Regions from separate parts of the Macaca mulatta genome. Here region 2 is linked to region 1. The links are chromatin contacts, called in public Hi-C maps. All regions are on one chromosome and are shown on one strand. The core of a region is the stretch at or near the end of the contact, and the rest is flanking DNA. Distances in the headings are between cores, read along the strand shown. Region 1 holds the start of SP2 (Sp2 transcription factor). Region 2 holds the start of SCRN2 (secernin 2).

Region 1 (7,921 bases), core at 2,866-5,365:
GTGGCGCGTATCTAATCCCAGCTACTCAGGAAACTGAGGCAGGAGAATCGCTTAAACCCGCGAGGCAGAGATTGCAGTGAGCTGAGATAGTGCCACCGCACTCAAACTGCGTGACTCCGTCTCTAAATAAATAAATAAATAAATAAATAAATAAATAAATAATAAAGTGTGGCCAGAGAGACCACAAGCATTTCCAAGCCGTTGTCTGACCTTCTCCCTCTCTGTTGAGGACAGGGGCCATCTTGAAAGAAAAAATCTCTGAGGAGTTGTGTGGTCGTTGGGGGAGCGGGGGTGTTTGTGAACGAGGCTCTAAGACTCCAATGGGCCTGACAAAAGTATGAACGAGGTCTTCTTCTTAGAAAGTGTCCCCTTCCCGCAGTGGCTCACGCCTGTAATCCCAGCACTTTGGGAGGCCGAGGTGGGTGGATCATGAGGCCAGGAGATCGAGACCATCCTGACTAACACGGTAAAACCCCGTCTCTATTAAAAACACAAAAATTAGCCAGGCGTGGTGGTGGGCACCTGTAGTCCCAGCTACTTGGGAAGTTGAGGCAGGAGAATGGTGTAAACCCAGGAGGCGGAGCTTGCAGTGAGCCGAGATCGCACCACTGTACTCCAGCTTGGGCGACAGAGCGAGACTCCATCTCAAAAAAAAAAAGAAAGAAAAGAAAGTGTCCCCTTCCGCCGGGCGCAGTGACTCATGTCTGCAATCCCAGCACTTTAGGAGACTGAGGTGGGTGGATCACTTGAGGTCAGGAGTTTGAGACCAGCCTGGCCAACATGGTGAAACCCTGTCTCTACTAATAACACAAAAATTGGCCGGGCTTGGTGGCGCACGCCTGTAATCCCAGCTACTCAGGAGGCTGAGGCAGGAGAATCGCTTGAACCTGGGAGGCGGAGGTTGCAGTGAGCTGAGATCGCACCACAGCACTGCAGCCTGGGTGACAGAGAAAGACTCCATCTCCAGAAAAAAAAAAAAAAAGAAAGAAAGAAAGAAAGAAAAAACAAAAAAAACCCAAAGGGTCCTCCCCTTCTTTGGCTGTGTCTCTAGTAAGAAGAGTCAGACAGCCTAGAAACAAAACAAAAACAAAAACAAACAAAAGATAAGGTGACCTTTAAAAGGGCAAAACCAATCAAATAATTCAAAACGACTGCAGAATTCTTCCAAGTTTTCACGCCCTGTCCTCCGCCCCGTGTGTGCACACTTTTTTTTTTTTTTCACCTCTGCGGTCTTCAAGATGGGGCCTCTAGGTTAGAAGCATAGTTACCCCCAGTTTTTCTCCCAGAAGAGGTTTGACAGTGGCTCAGCAGGATATTCAACCCCACCTAAACTCCCCCCCAAATCCCTGCACCCTAATACAGGTGAGTCATGGAACCTGGGTGGAGTCCTTGGTTTGACAGTGAAGCAATCTAAACTTGAAAAATGGCCTGGGAACAGAATGTATGGACTATATAAACAAGTCATGCAGATGTCATTGTATGCAAATATTCATTCTTTAACTCAGCTTACATTTCCTGCTGATCCTCCTCTATGCTGGCCTCAATCCTATCACAGCTCAGTCTAGCAAGAGAGCAAGAAGTGAGAATAAAAGTGCGGAAATAGTGTGTGAGAGAGAAGCCCTTTTGCATGTGCCAGGGCAGCGCAGAGGAGGAAGAAGCTATAGCTAGGCAGGAGTGAGGTATGCAGACTTACAGCAGAGTCTTTTTTTTTTTTTTTTGAGACGGAGTCTCGCTCTGTCGCCCAGGCTGGAGTGCAGTGGCCAGATCTCAGCTCACTGCAAGCTCCGCCTCCCGGGTTCCCGCCATTCTCCTGCCTCAGCCTCCCGAGTAGCTGGGACCACAGGCGCCGCCACCTCGCCCGGCTAATTTTTTGTGTTTTTAGTAGAGACGGGGTTTCGCTGTGTTAGCCAGGATGGTCTCGATCTCCTGACCTTGTGATCCGCCTGTCTCGGCCTCCCAAAGTGCTGGGATTACAGGCTTGAGCCACCGCGCCCGGCCTACAGCAGAGTCTTGAAGCATGCATAGGAGTTTATCTATTTTTCTGAGAGACAGGGTCTCGCTCTGTCACCTAGGCTGGAGTGCAGTGGTGTGATCATAGCTCATTTTAAGTTCAAACTCCTAGGCTCAAGTGATCCACTCACCTCAGCTTCCCAGGTAGCTAGAACTACAAGTGTGCACCGCCCCATGCGGCTTTTTTGTAGAGACAGGGTTTCGCCATGTTGCCCAGGCTGGGTCTCGAAATCCTGGGTTCAAGTGATCCACCTGCCTCTGGCTTCCCAAAGCGCTAGGAATACAGGTGTGAGCCACCACATCTGGCCATGGATGCATAGGGGTTCACCAGAAGGGAAGGGTAAGATAGAAAGTCAACTAGTGGAAAAAAGCGTGTTTAGGAACCTGGAATCTTTCCTGGAGGGAAAAGGGTAGGATTTGTAGGAAGGGAATGGGGGTACAGGGAGGAGATAAAGCATGAAAGATACACCAGTAAGAGTGTGTCCTCTGGTGGATGCTGAGGTTAAGAAGAAAAAAGAGTGGGAGGAATTTGCCTAGAAAGAAGTTTGGGCTTTATCCAGGAGATACGGATCCCATGAAGGATCTTTACTAGAGGAGTGTTATCGTCTAAAGTCTTGTTTTTCAAAGGCTAACACTGAGAGAAGTAGACTGGAAGAGGCTATTAACATTTTTTCAGCAATTACTGTGTACCCGGAATTCTGCTCCGCATTTTGTATTATCAACCAACCTTTCCTAGCAGTGTTTTTCAAATTGCCAGTCATGATCAACAAGGAGAATAAGATAGGATAGGCATAGAAACTATCAGTGTATCACAAGTAGTAAGCATTGTTTTCGGAAACTTTGTGACACTCTCAAACAGTAGTGTACTGGTCAGTATGCAAAATGTATTTCTCTTGATGGGCTATGTTTTTTTTTTTTTTTTTTTTTTTTAAAGCCATTGCGCTAAGGTGTAGGTGTGATTAACCTCGTTTTACTGATGAGGACACGAGGCTCAGGGAGTTTCGGTACCCTGCCTAAGTTAGTAGGATGTGTAGGTTTCAAACCCAGACTGGTCTGAAGCCAGAATGGATTCCCTCACTAAGCTAGGCAGCCTTCCCAAGTTCTCGGAAGAGACTTGGGAGCAAAGATAAACCTATCCAGATAGTGCCTACCAAGTGCTTTACCTCATCTCAAAAAGATAAGGGTAAGTGGGGCAGAGGCCAAGCAGTACTTCTCAAACTCAAGCGTGCAACTCTGTCCATGCCAGGCCCTTGCTAAAATGCAGATTCTAGGCACGCCCCGTGAAGTACCGAGTCGGATTAGGAGAGGCGGCCCGGGGAACCTGCCTTTAGAAAGAGCTTCGGATGATTCAGATGCACACGTTTGGGACCGTGGGCTACGGGGGTCGCCGCAATAACCATGTGAAGATTAACGGGGGCTTAACCGATTGTGAAAATCCCTTCAGAAGTGTCGCGTAAACAACCCCAACTCTGACTATGGTGCCGGACCCCAGTGCTTCACTGTACAAAGTCGCCCCTCCCGAGGCGACAACGAGCGAGGGACTAAATAAAAGGTTGATGGCTTTCCACTCACCAGGCATGGGGTTGAGTGGCAGCCGCCTACTGCCGAAGAGCAGGTAAAAGCTCCTGCCACACCTGGGCGAGACTGGACTTAGGGTGCAACGTATATGCTATTTCTGGGGCATTTGTGGGCCTCACCCTAAGGACTTCTGATTGGCTTCAGGGCAGATCTATCACTCATCCTCTGGGTTAGAGGTGGGTGGAAGGTCAACTACGACCAATACAAAAGCACTCTTCGACTAAGCCCCTCCCCTCCCAGCTTCCTGTCGCTGTCCATCAACCACCCAGTAGGCGGGACTTTGCCTCCCTCCAATTGGCTGATAAACATGTCATTCATTATTCAATTGGTTTTCGGTTGGTGCGGTCTACCGTCCATCAGTGACATTGCACAGACCTATTGGTCAAATCAACGTCGCTCTAGACGCCTCTGGGTGATTGGTTAATAGTGCTGTCGGTCCCCAATGTTCCAAGCCCTTATTGGTGAAGGCTGCCGTCGCTCGGGCGGTGGCGGGCTCCGGGATTGGCGGGTGCTTGGCGGGCGGTGTCAGGTTCTCGGTGGCGGCGGAGGCGGCGGAGGCCAGGGAGGAAGATGTCGTAATGAGCGGTGGGTCCCGGCCGCTGCCGGCGGGGTCTTCCCGGCCTCCAAGGGTCGGGAAGACGGGCAGAGGCCGCGGGGAGAGGGAGCCGAGGCCGGGGGTTCCCCCCTGGGGCCGGGCCTGGCGCCGGGGCCCGGCTTCGGGAGGGGCGGGGGAGGGAGGATTCCCGCCCGGAGGAGGAGCGGGGCTGGCCAGCCGGGCGGAGGCACCCGGAAGGGGGCGTTCGACTCCCCGCCCCCTCGGAGCCCGCCGGACGGGAGGGCGGCGCTTCCGGGGGCCGGCGAGAGGAGCGGGCACCGGGGTGGCCTGGCACCTCTCAGCCGGGTGCCGACCCACCTCAGCGCCGCTCTCCCGCCTGGGCTGACTATGCCTGGGTCGGCTCCGAGGAGGCAGCCAACAGCCCTCGTGTTCGCCCCGTGTCTGAGAGGCCTTCCTGCACTCTTAACTGTAGATGCCCACCAGCGATTCAGGGCTCCCCGAAGTACAGAGGGGCGAGGGAACGCTTGAGATCCGGACGCTGCCAACCAGATGGGCACTGCTCGGCATCGACGACAGCCCGGTTACTGATGTATCCCAGTCGGTCGATGGTGTCAGGACACGAGGGCACTCTCTGGGCAGATGATCTCTCACTGGGGAGTGGGCAAAAACCTTCCTTTAATGTTTTCACTTGGATCATTGATCCTCCAGCTAGATGCAAGCTCTTAGCAGAATTGTGAGAAGTTTGAGAACTTCTTGCCAGAGCTCCCAGCCTGTTACCTGACGCCCCGTGGGGGAAGACTACTGCAGTCCCAAAGCTCAGGCGCAAACAATCTTAAGGAATTACAGAAGAAATAAAATAGATACTTGCTTTCTTCCTCCACCCACCTGCATCCCCATTGCTGACTTACGGTTTTCAGCCTCTTACCCATGCCTCTTAGGTTTCCTTCCCAGCGGCTTTCTAATTTTAGTTCAAAAGGAACTATGTCTTCTCTGGGCAACTGAGAAACCTATCCTCACTGCATTCCTTGGTTTTGATTGCAATATCCTGTCATGTTTGTTTCTTAATTAACTTCATCCAAGGGGACTCAGTCTGGCCTTTCTCAGTGCATTCTCCCGAAGTTCTTTCTTGCTCTGAGGTTACTTCTTGTTCACTTATTGTTTCCTAGAGAAAGGTATGAGCCAGTAGATCTGCTTTAAACAATGAATTGGCCCAAGTTTCCCGTTTACAGATTTCATTACAGTTGGAAGGACACTGTTTCAAGGTGCACTGGCCTGCACTGTCTAAAACAGTTTCATGCTGTACCCCAGAAGGCATTCAGTTTCACATTGGAGGGCTGTACCGAGTTGGTATTCTGGATGATACAATTTTTAGGGCTCGAAAGTTTAGAGTGTTGGCCAGCTCACAGGCTGCAAAGGGAATAATGGAGTCCAGAGCACAGCAGTAATTTCAATTACTAACACAAAGAAACCCATTGTCTGCAATAATGAATATAACTGCAGTGTCTTGTTTTGTTTTAAATTCTTGTGTGCGATGAAGGGGGGGAATCTATCAGACAACCTATCAATTGGGCTGATGATGTTAGTGTTCCAGTGGCTTCTAACAGGCGTTAATACCTGTTGGAAATGGATTATCATTGGCTGGGACGATTGGTAAGTTTTCTAATTCTAGTTCTTCCTCTTGGTTGTACAGAGGCTTAACCTCTTTGGTTAAAAGCAACTACAAGAAAAAAAACTAGTCTGACATAATTATGAACCCCCCGGAACTAGGCTGCTGAAGCCACAAACTCTACCAAGGAGACCCAAGTAGAGTTTGTTAATAATCGGACCCTCATCTGACTGCCCAACAGGTAGAACTGGTTCCAGGAGAAAGAGTTTGGCATCACTCTGGACAGCAGATGGACTGGCCACTTTTTTCTCTCAGATTCTATTAAAGTTTGGGCCTGTGGAGGCCTGTCAGAGAGGAGAAAAGAAATTATAAGATTTGGGTAAATGTCTGGGGTAAAGAAGCTTTATGGCATTTCAGCAAGTAGAGTGGTTGGTTCATTTGGATATTTTGGCCTTGAACTTCTTATTTCTTCTGGTGGTTAATACCAGCTTTTTGGAGAAGTTGGACAGTCCTTTGCTATAGGTCTGTGTCAGTTCCCAAGCTTGCTGTCAGCAAGTATAGTATTGCCCAACCAGGGCCCTTCTGAAGACATTTTAAACTTGTTGCAACCAACTAGTAGACCTTAGTATTGGCTTTGTTTCAGCAATCTTCTAAATCTTGCCCACTCATTTCTGTGATATATACGTAACGTGTTCTTTTTCTAATACTTATTTTTTTCACGCACACCCCTTTTCTGTATACACAAAAATTGGAAACCCTGCTTCCAAACATAGAAAAATTTAGGATATTTTGGATCAGGTGGACAATGGCTATGGAATAAAAGATGCAGAGAAACACTGCTTTAAAGGGTACGCAGAGAATTACAAAGTTTAGGGATGCAGTAGCATGAACATTTCTGAGTTTACCAGATTTAACCTCATGGCCCGATCTTAAACCTTGTGGGCTGCAAACCTGGAGTAAAATCTGTTCAGAGAAGCTCGCATACTTTCTTACAGGTTCATTGGGTGATATGTCTGGAGTATTCCCTTTTTGCAACTGACTTGGATTTGTGAATTTCTTCCCACCACCTACAGGCTGAACTAAACCAGTATCCAGTACATTTCTGGGCTGAGAAATGGAGATCATTTTGGAATGCATTTGTTGCTTTTTTGCTTGTTTTTGCCTTGCTTTTGTTTTGGATATGCTTGTAGCTCCTTGTATGACATTGTCTAGACCTGTTGTAGGAGGAAAAAAAGTTCTTTCTCTTTATTTCTTCCCTCATAGAGCCAACACTTAGATCTTTATCTTTCTGAAATGTAGTTGAGTGTCTTTTTAAAGATGCTCTTCCTCAATAATCAGCAGATCTTTTTTTGGCTAGCAGCATTCTCTTAGGAGACCTCGGGGTGGAGGAGATCTCACTTTTCTGTCAGCAATCTATTGGAGCAAGGTGGAAAGATGAGTGAAGAGGGTAAAAATATGGGACGTTTCTTTTTTAAAAATAATAGAGGCATAGTCTCTCTATGCCAGGCTGGTCTCAAACTCCTGGCCTCAAGTAATCCTCCCACCTCAGCCTCCCAAAGTGCTGGGATTACAGGCATGAGCCACTGTGCCTAGCCAACAAGGGATATTTCTAACTCGAGGGTATTGTCAGGCTATGTGGAAAAGGGCGTAGAGATTGCCCTTGAGGAGATGCTCCCAGGTGGCAGATTTGTCCTACTTGATAGATTCCAAAATGGAAAACGGATTTTTCTACTGCCTCTGGGGACACTGAAAAAAGAACCTCCATGTGAGTTCAGAAGCAGCACTGGCAGCTTAGGGGAAGTCATGGCTTCCACTGCGTGTCTAGGAAGCGCTCTTTCAGGATGCTCTGAGGCTGCCACTGGCACAGGGGAACACTGTGCTTCTCATCCAACTGGGCTGCAGGCTGATTTGCTCTTGGGAGATGAGCTCTGCTCAGGAGCAAGGGGTTGTGAAAGGGCTGATGTTTCTCAGGCTCCCCCAATGAGCAGCTCCAAGCAGTGCTGAGATGTCTAGGCTGTTTGTGTCACAGGACAAGCATGCTTGCAGACCCAATGGTTGGAATCCTTCATTGGCATTTCATTCCCATTGCTGCTGTTTGTCTCCACATCAGAATTGCTTGCTATACCTAGCCAGAAGCCCTGCCACATTGCAGTGCAAAGGCTTAGCTTACT
Region 2 (7,921 bases), core at 1,642-4,141, 57 kb before region 1:
AGCACCTGGGGGGCCTGGGCCACCCCCACCCCAAAGATGAAAGGTTTGAACACAGACCTAGAAGGGCACGGATGGAAGGATGGAGATATATCATATCCTCTCTTCTCCCCAGCCTTCCCCATCCTCGTTCTTCCCACCTGGATGGGTCTGGCGTGGCAGTAAGAAAGTGCACGCAGGGCTGTGTGGGATCCTGGGGCAGGACAGACACCATGCTGGCCGTGGTGCGAAAGCCTCCCGAGTCCATGCAGATACCACTCTCCTTGTCCCTGAGGATGCCCATCATCACCTCTGCTGTGATGCCCCCTGCCAAGGAGTAGAGGGGGAAGCTGTGGGAGGGGAGAGTGGCTGGCACTGCTGTGGCCCTCCTGGCCCCCAGCCCCCTCCACCACTCACTAACCTTGCCATTGCTGCAGCAGCTCCTGCCCTGCCCGGAAGCGGGCCTTGGCAGCCTCCATTCGCACAGGCTGCTGGGTCAGGGAGAAGACCTGAGCAAAGTCAAAGGCACCCTGCCCATCCCACCAGCCCTTGGCCTGGGCATGAGTCCGCAGCTCTGGGTGTTGGACCGAGATGTCCGTGCCAATGCTCAGCTGGTTGGAGATGTTGCGGGCCCCCTCTGTGGAGGAGATGGGGGAGTGGTTCATTTACCATTGAGTGTCTATTCTATGCCAGGCACTGGGCAAGACGCTGAGAACATGGTGGAAAAGAGAACGACCAACCCTCATGGAGCCTACAGTGTGGTGGGGGAGGCAGACAAAATAGTCGCAGAGATAAATGTAAGCATGCAACTGTGTTGAATGCGATGAAAAAGAAGTACCTGCTTGCATATAAGCAGGAAACCTGACCACCCAGGGAAGTCCAGGAAGGCTTCCGAGAGGAAGCAGCAGGCTGTAGCACAAGGAAGACTTAACCGAGTGAAGGGGAGAAGGGTTCCCAAGTGAGCTCATCTCCCATCTCCCTGAATGTCCCGACAGGCTTGCACCTGGATCGGGCCCCTACCATTTCTCCCACTTCCCAAGGCTGGCAGAAAGGGAATGCCTCACCCTGGATCCTCTGTGCGGCCCAGAGCCTACCAGCTGTCTCCAGCACCCATGCCTCTGTGCGGTCAGCCAGCAGGAAGGTGTTGTGGTAGGAGAATGGCGCAGGGTCCTCCAGGCAGCTGCCCCCCTGCCCATAGCGCTCCAGTAAGCCTGTGATCACATGCAAGGCCTCCTGGGCAGAGCTGCTCCGTTCCAAAGCCAGCCTGGCAAGAGAGAGGACCAAGGGACAGAAGGGTGACAGAGGGATCAATGGCTGGTGGCAGAAGCTCCAGGGGACAGAAGAGGCCTGGAGAGGTTTGGTGACAGGCCCAAGTCACACAGCAAATCTGCTGGCACTGATCGTATCAAACACAATTACACCAGTGGCTTTCAATGCTCTCGTTCCATGTGCTATGCTTTGAGGGTTCCATGAAAAGGCCTGAAACACTGTTTCAGAGAGAAAAGTGTCCTGAGCCCCCAACCTCTCTCCACCCAGAGCTGCTCCATCCACTATTACTGGTTTTATAAATCGGGACTCTATGTGAGATTTCAACTGAAAATAAATAACCACTGCTCTATTTCTGGGCCAGGAGAGGCCCAAAGGTGGCTGCTGTTGCAGCCTTCCTCACGAGGGCACGAGGGCAAAGTCTGCAGAGTGGAGGAGGCCCCTGTGAACCAGGCTGGGGGAGGAATGGATGGGCCCAGGTCAAAACTCAGCCCCCAGATTTCTGGTGTTTCAGGCAGATGAGGAAGGGCAGGGTCTGCACCTGAGCAGGTCCATGCCCAGCAGGGCTTCCCCCTCCCCAACTTGCTCCTTCGTCCACACAGCCTCGTTGCCAATGCAGACACCATGCTCGTTGGCGCCCATCTCAGCCCCCCATAGCCAAGAAGGACGGCTCAGAATCACAGCGTGCGTCTTCGACACCTGTTCCACTTCAATGTATGTGCACTGGAGGTGAGGGAGGAGAAAGGAAGTGTCCACTCAGAGAGGGGCGGCCCCTCGAGTGCTGGCACTCTGCCAATCACCTTATAGATCCCTTTGAGGAATGTCTCATTCCCATTTTATAGAAGAGGAAACTGAGGTAGACTGAGGCTACATAATGGGCTCAGGTCCAGGTTGGTAGGCTTAAAGCTCATGCTCTTTAACTACTTCTGGCAGCCTCCCACGTGTGGGGAGCAGGGGAAAAGGTCTTAGAAGAATGCAGAGCTCTGTCACACCTCCCAGCACCCCATAAGGCCTAACCCACCTGGAGCCGGCTCCCAGGAGTGTGAGAACCTGCGGGGACAAACACCACCTCCTGCACCTCGTCCCGGGGTCGGTCCGAGTTCTTGGCAAAGATCACAGCTGGGATGGCTGAGGCCGGGGGCACAGAGACAAAGCAGTCGCAGGAACATGGAGAGTCAGGGCTCGACGATGCCATCTGGGGAGAGGCGGGCCTCTCCATAAACCTGGCCACAGCTCAGCCCCGGGGAGCCGCCTACCCCCACACGCGTAAACGACGCGCAGGGAAGACACCGCCGTGGCTCCTGGACGCTCGGCGCACACACCATGCCCCGGTGTGCGGGAGCAGTGGTGCCCACCCTCTCCCCAGGCTCCAGGCTTGGGAGTCCGCAGGCGGGCACTCCGAGGATCCCGCCCCCACTGGGAGTTCCGGCCCTTGGGAGCAGTCGTGGGACCGTTCCCCTCGCTACCCCACCAAGAGTCCCGCGGCCCTGCGCATGTCCAGATACCCGACCCTCTTCTATCCAACCCTTCTCTCACCCCCAATACTGTATTCCCCTCACTCTCTCTCCCTCCAAGACCCCAGCTCGGTCCCGGGTGCCACCTCCTCCGCTTCTGGCCAGGGCCGCCCCATTGGGCGGAGACTCCCAGGCGACCTGGAAGGCCTTCGGCCTCCGGGTCGGAGCCGGAACGGAGCGTGCAGCTCCGCCGTTTTCCACCAGGGCGCGCGCCTGCACCACTTCCCGGAGCGGAGCGGCCTTGCGAGCCACACCTGGCTTCCTGTCCTACCCGGGCGCCCATTTTAGGCCTGACAAAGGTTGCTAACCCCACGGAGTCACTGCGGGGAGCTGGAGCTAGGGGTGGAAAGGATCCCGCGTGAAAAGGGAGCCTTTGTCAGAGAAGGGGGACTGCTGGGACATCTGGAGACTAAGGAAGAACCTCAAGATACTTGAGTCCCGGTTTGAATCCCAGAGGCGCAATCCCAGGCTGGAGGCACCCAGGGGACTAAGATACAGAATACAAGAGTGGTGGAGGCTAGGTGCGGGGGGCTGGCCCCTGTAATCCCAGCACTCTGGGAAGCTGTGGTGGGAGGATCACTTGAACCCAAGAGTTCAAGACCAGCCTGGGTAACATAGCAAGACCTCCCCTCTACAGAAAATATTTTAAAATTAGCTGGGCGTGGTGTTGCGTGCCTGTAGTCCCAGTTGTTCAGAAGGCTGAGGTGGGAGGATCGCCTGAGCCAGATAGGTCGAGGCTGCGGTGAGCCAAGATCACACCACTGCACTCCAGCCGTGGTGACAGAGCATGACCCTGTCTCTTAAAATAAATAAGGGAACAGGTGCACAAAACCCATCTGATCCCAGAGGGCCTATCTGTCCAATAGTGTTCCAACCCATAGGAAGATAGCTTTAAAAACAAATTTAGAACTTTCTAGTTCAAAGATTTAGTGCCTTTACCTGTAGTGAAACTGAAACCACAAAGAAGTCGTGGCCAAAGGTGACACAGTCATATGGGGGTATACTCTCACCCCAAATGTTTTGATTTTCAGTTCATTTTTCTCTACAAACCATCTCTCCATAGCCATCATTAAGACAAATGCATCTTACACCCTTTTGCTATATGGAGCCCTCCAGGAATGGAGGGAGGGGAGATGCTGCAGGTTATCTGCTTTCAGGGGTTGCACTGAATCTATAGATGGCTTTGAGTAGTATGCACATTTTAGCAACAGTAATTCTTCCAATCTGTGAGCATGAAATATTTTTCCATGTCTTTGTGTCTTCTTCAGTTTCTTTTATCAATGTCTTACTTTCAGAGTACAGATCTTTCACCTCCTTGGTTAAATTTATTCCTAAATATTTTATTATTTTGATAGTTATTGTAAATGGGACTATTTTCTTGATTTATTTTTTGTATAGTTTGTTATTAGTGTATAGGAACACTACTGACTTTTGTACATTGACCTTGTATCCTCTGACTTTACTGTATTTGCTTAACAATTCTAACAGTGGGCCGGGCACAGTGGCTCACATCTGTAATCCCAGCACTTTGGGAGGCCAAGATGGGCGGATCACGTGAGGTTGGGAGTTCGAGACCAGCCTGGCTCACATGGAGAAACCCCATCTCTACTGAAAATACAAAATTAGCTGGGCGTGGTGGCACATGCCTGTAATCCCAGCTACTTGGGAAGACTGAGGCAGAAGAATTGCTTGAACCTGGGAGGCAGAGGTTGCGGTGAGCTGAGATCACACCATTGCACTCCAGCCCGGGCAACAAGAGCAAAACTCTGTCTTAAAAAAAAGAAAAGAAAAGAAAAGAATTCTAACAGTGTTTTAGTGGAGTTTGGTTTTCTCTCAAGCCTACTCTGCTAGGGTGCTGGCGGTCAGTCACGCTAGGATTAATGGGAAGGTGAAGGCTGCTTCTGATACAATGTCGCGGAGGGGTTGTGAGGTTGCCAATTAATGTCATTCCAGAAGCAAACATCAAGGCTGTGCGCTGACAAATCTGGGCACCCGAAGCAGCTTGCAGGAAAGCGGGTTCATCTCCTGCAGTTCCCCGGCTGCCCACTGTGGGGCGGCAACAGGCAGGAGGAGACGCAGAGAGAGGCCACAGCGCACCCCCAGGTTGCAGTTCCCAGGCTGTCTTCTTCTCTGTCACTTTCTCATTTATTTCATTCACCCACCCTAGAGGGTGGGAGTAGATTCTACTTCCACTTCCCAGGAGAGGAACCTAGAGAGCCAGCCCAGATATTCTGAGTTCCCTAACCCATTCCTGGGCCCTCCATGATCCTCCTGCCAGGCACCCCATCTGAGGAGGGTCAGAGGTGGCCTTGGGCTCCGTTGGGGTTGGGGGGGGCAGGCCAGCCAGGCAGCTTTTGCAGCAAGCAAGCAAGCGTCAGAGCCCCACCAAAGGCCCCTGCTAAGAATGCAGGTCAGCGGGAGGAGCAGCATGGGGAGGAGGGGTGGCCCCAGCCCTGCCCAGACAGGCCCAGCCAGCCCCACAGCTGCCCTCCTGTCCCTGGGGGCAGCGATGGGGGTAAAGGAGGAGGGGACTCACCAAGTTCCTGGGGTCTAACTCTCCTAGAATCAGGAAGACAAAAGAGGCACCTGGAGGAGTGGGGCTGGCATGAGGTCTCAGGAAAACACACCTGTCCCTCCTCCCAGCCTTCTAAATCCAGCAGCAGATGGAAACAAACAATTGGCCCCCAAACCAGTGTGGTTTCCTCTACAACCCCTAAATCATTCATTCTGATGCCCCTATCCTAAGGTAGCCATAAACGTTGTGACCCCAGGATCTCCCAAATTAAGTTACGGGATGGGCCAGCCTGAGTACCAGATTTGGCTTTGAGAAATTGGATTAGGGTTAGAATGGTGGATCTAGAAATTCCTCTAAGGGAAAATAATAAATTTGGCAAAAAGGTAGAATAAGAAGGTGAAAGAACACAGTAACCCCCGCCCCCAGCCCCCTTGGAGCCCAAAACCTATCTTCTGTCAACCTTCCTAACTTTGGGGCTCTGGAATCATGAGGCTTTTTACTCATTTGATGTGAATTAGGCATCAACTTTGTATCAAGCACCGGGAGACCTGGGAAGATGTATATAGATGAATATTTCTGCATATCTCTGCGGGCGGGTGCACACGGGTCCGGTGCAGGTATGTTTGTGTGCCCTGTGGTTGTGTAACCATGGTGGGTCTCTAGCTGTGAGTTGCAGTAGGAGCCTTTCCCTCATATTTTCCAGCTGGGCGGGAGCCCATCAGATAGCTCGGCTGCCTTTCATCGCCTTGTCCCTGATAAGGATCATCCTGGGTGAAGAAATCATTGCCAGTCACCCCCAGCTCAGTCACAGCCACGGGATAGACTGACATGCACCCTCCGTGGGGAGGGAGTGAGGGAGCCAATGCCTAAGAAAGGAGGGAACCAGTGTTCTTAGCAGGGGAAGTGAAAGAAGGGGCTTGTATGTGGAGGAGGAAAGAGATATCTAGAAACTTCTCATAACCACAGGTATGAGACCAGGGAGGGTCAGCCCCGGTATCAACCCAGAGGAAGCACCTCCCTCCTTCCGTACCAGCCACCTCTGGGGCAGGATCAGATCCCAGCTCCAACCCAACTCAATAGACATGAGGCTTTCCAAGGGGCTGCAGGATCATTGGGAAGCATCCACCCCACTCTGTGGCCCAGAACTGGTCCTCACTGCTGGGGGACACTGAGTCCAAAAGGAAACAGAGCTGGAACACAAAGGAAGCATGATGTAGTTGATGACTTTATTGCATAAAAAACACAGGCTGTTTCTCCCTCCTCCTACCCCCTCAAAGTGAGTTCACAGCAGTTAAAGAAAAAATAAATTCCTACATTTTTCCTCTAGGGGGGCTGCCTAGAAAGACAGGCAGCCAAGCAGCCTAGATCTATAAAAGAGGGGAGCAGAAGAAAACCTATCCAAAGTCTCTACCCGCATACCTCAGAGCTTGGGGCTTCCACTGTGGGGAGCATCTGTGTCCACCACCAACACCCATTTGGGAGTTCCCCTTAGGATGGCCACTGGAAAAGGCTGTCTTGGTGGCACAGGGAGGGGGTGGCTGGTTTCGATGGGTGGAGGAGAAAGGCATCCTACACCCACAGTGCCCTTCCTCTCTCCCCCTCTTCACCTGGCCAGGCAACTTGCAGGCACTGCCAACTCTCCTGCCCCCAACCCTCTCAGCAAGGAAGGGGATCTCTGGTTGGGTTAGCAGGAGGTAGGGAAAAGAGAAAGAAAGAACATTACTTCTTAAACTACCCCAGGCCAGTGAGTCCCTCGGGAAGGTCATCCTGTCCCTTTTAAGGAGGCTCCCTTTGTATACAAACACATATTCCCACCCAGATCCCAGCCCCCACTTCCCATATAGCTCCCAGACCTTGGACTGGGCTCCAGCATCTACAAGGGAGGAAGAGATGCTCGGCCCAGATCCCAGGATCTTGGACATGGTGAATAAGATGGGGTCTTCCTGGCTGGAGACCCCAGGCTCAGTAGAGAAACACACACACATGCACACAGGTACACACAACACGCACACACATAACCTAATATTAAATAAAATACCCTTTGCTTATAACTTAAAAATCAATACAGAGCTAATCTCCACAGGGGGCTCCAGGTGAAGAAAGGGAGCAAGGGGAAGCGGGAGGGGTGTCAGAGGGACTCTAAGGCCCCTCTCTCAAGCGTGGGAAAGTCCTCCAGCTACAGAGGCTGTGGCCTGCCAGACCCTTCCTCATATCAGCTTCTTTCCCCTCTGCCTGGCTCAGCCTCTGCTGGGCTTCTCCCCTCCCTCCCTTCCTTTCTTCCCCACCCCATGATCAGAATCAAAATGTATTTCTAACATCTAAAGGAGAAGGGAATGGGGACAGGTTCCTGGATGTCACCTCAGAAGGCAGAACCCCTTCCAGTGGGAGAACAACTCTTTCTTCTCCCTTCCCCTGTGAGATGAGCGGGAGGAAGGAATCCCCCAATGAACATGCTATGGCAGGGGCAAGGGAAAAACAAGGGCCAAGCTAGAGGGACAGGGGTTTGGTTTCTTGGTGACGGCTAAAGAGATGGTCAGGAAGGCCGCAGGCCTCCACTCTGAGTGGGAACCAGTGGAGGTCCCTCTGCTGAGACACCCCCAATCTGTCCCCAACAAGCCCAAGAAACCTTTTCCTTCCATCCCGGAGGGGA

The links. Hi-C and Micro-C count contacts between places; a contact is called where the count stands out from the background.
Region 2: a contact with region 1 is called in a Hi-C map of CD4 T cells, with 6 times the contacts expected there. The contact joins the promoter of SCRN2 here to the promoter of SP2 in region 1. A contact is called at or near these places in 9 of 14 Hi-C or Micro-C datasets (CD4 T cells, blood, cortical neurons and 5 more).

What each region holds. Positions count from the first base shown.
Region 1 is chr16:62,128,559-62,136,479 of T2T-MMU8v2.0, reverse strand. It overlaps SP2 (Sp2 transcription factor), which reads left to right and starts at 4,115. Exons shown (of 7, transcript NM_001257853.2): 1 at 4,115-4,173. The coding sequence starts at 4,167. All of the region lies in intron 2 of LOC106994018 (a long non-coding RNA gene), which reads right to left.
Region 2 is chr16:62,184,446-62,192,366 of T2T-MMU8v2.0, reverse strand. SCRN2 (secernin 2) reads right to left here and starts at 2,891. Exons shown (of 8, transcript XM_077971354.1): 1 at 2,802-2,891; 2 at 2,270-2,437; 3 at 1,784-1,971; 4 at 1,041-1,240; 5 at 398-613; 6 at 138-303; 7 at 1-57. The coding sequence starts at 2,437. It also overlaps a transcript of SP6 not described here.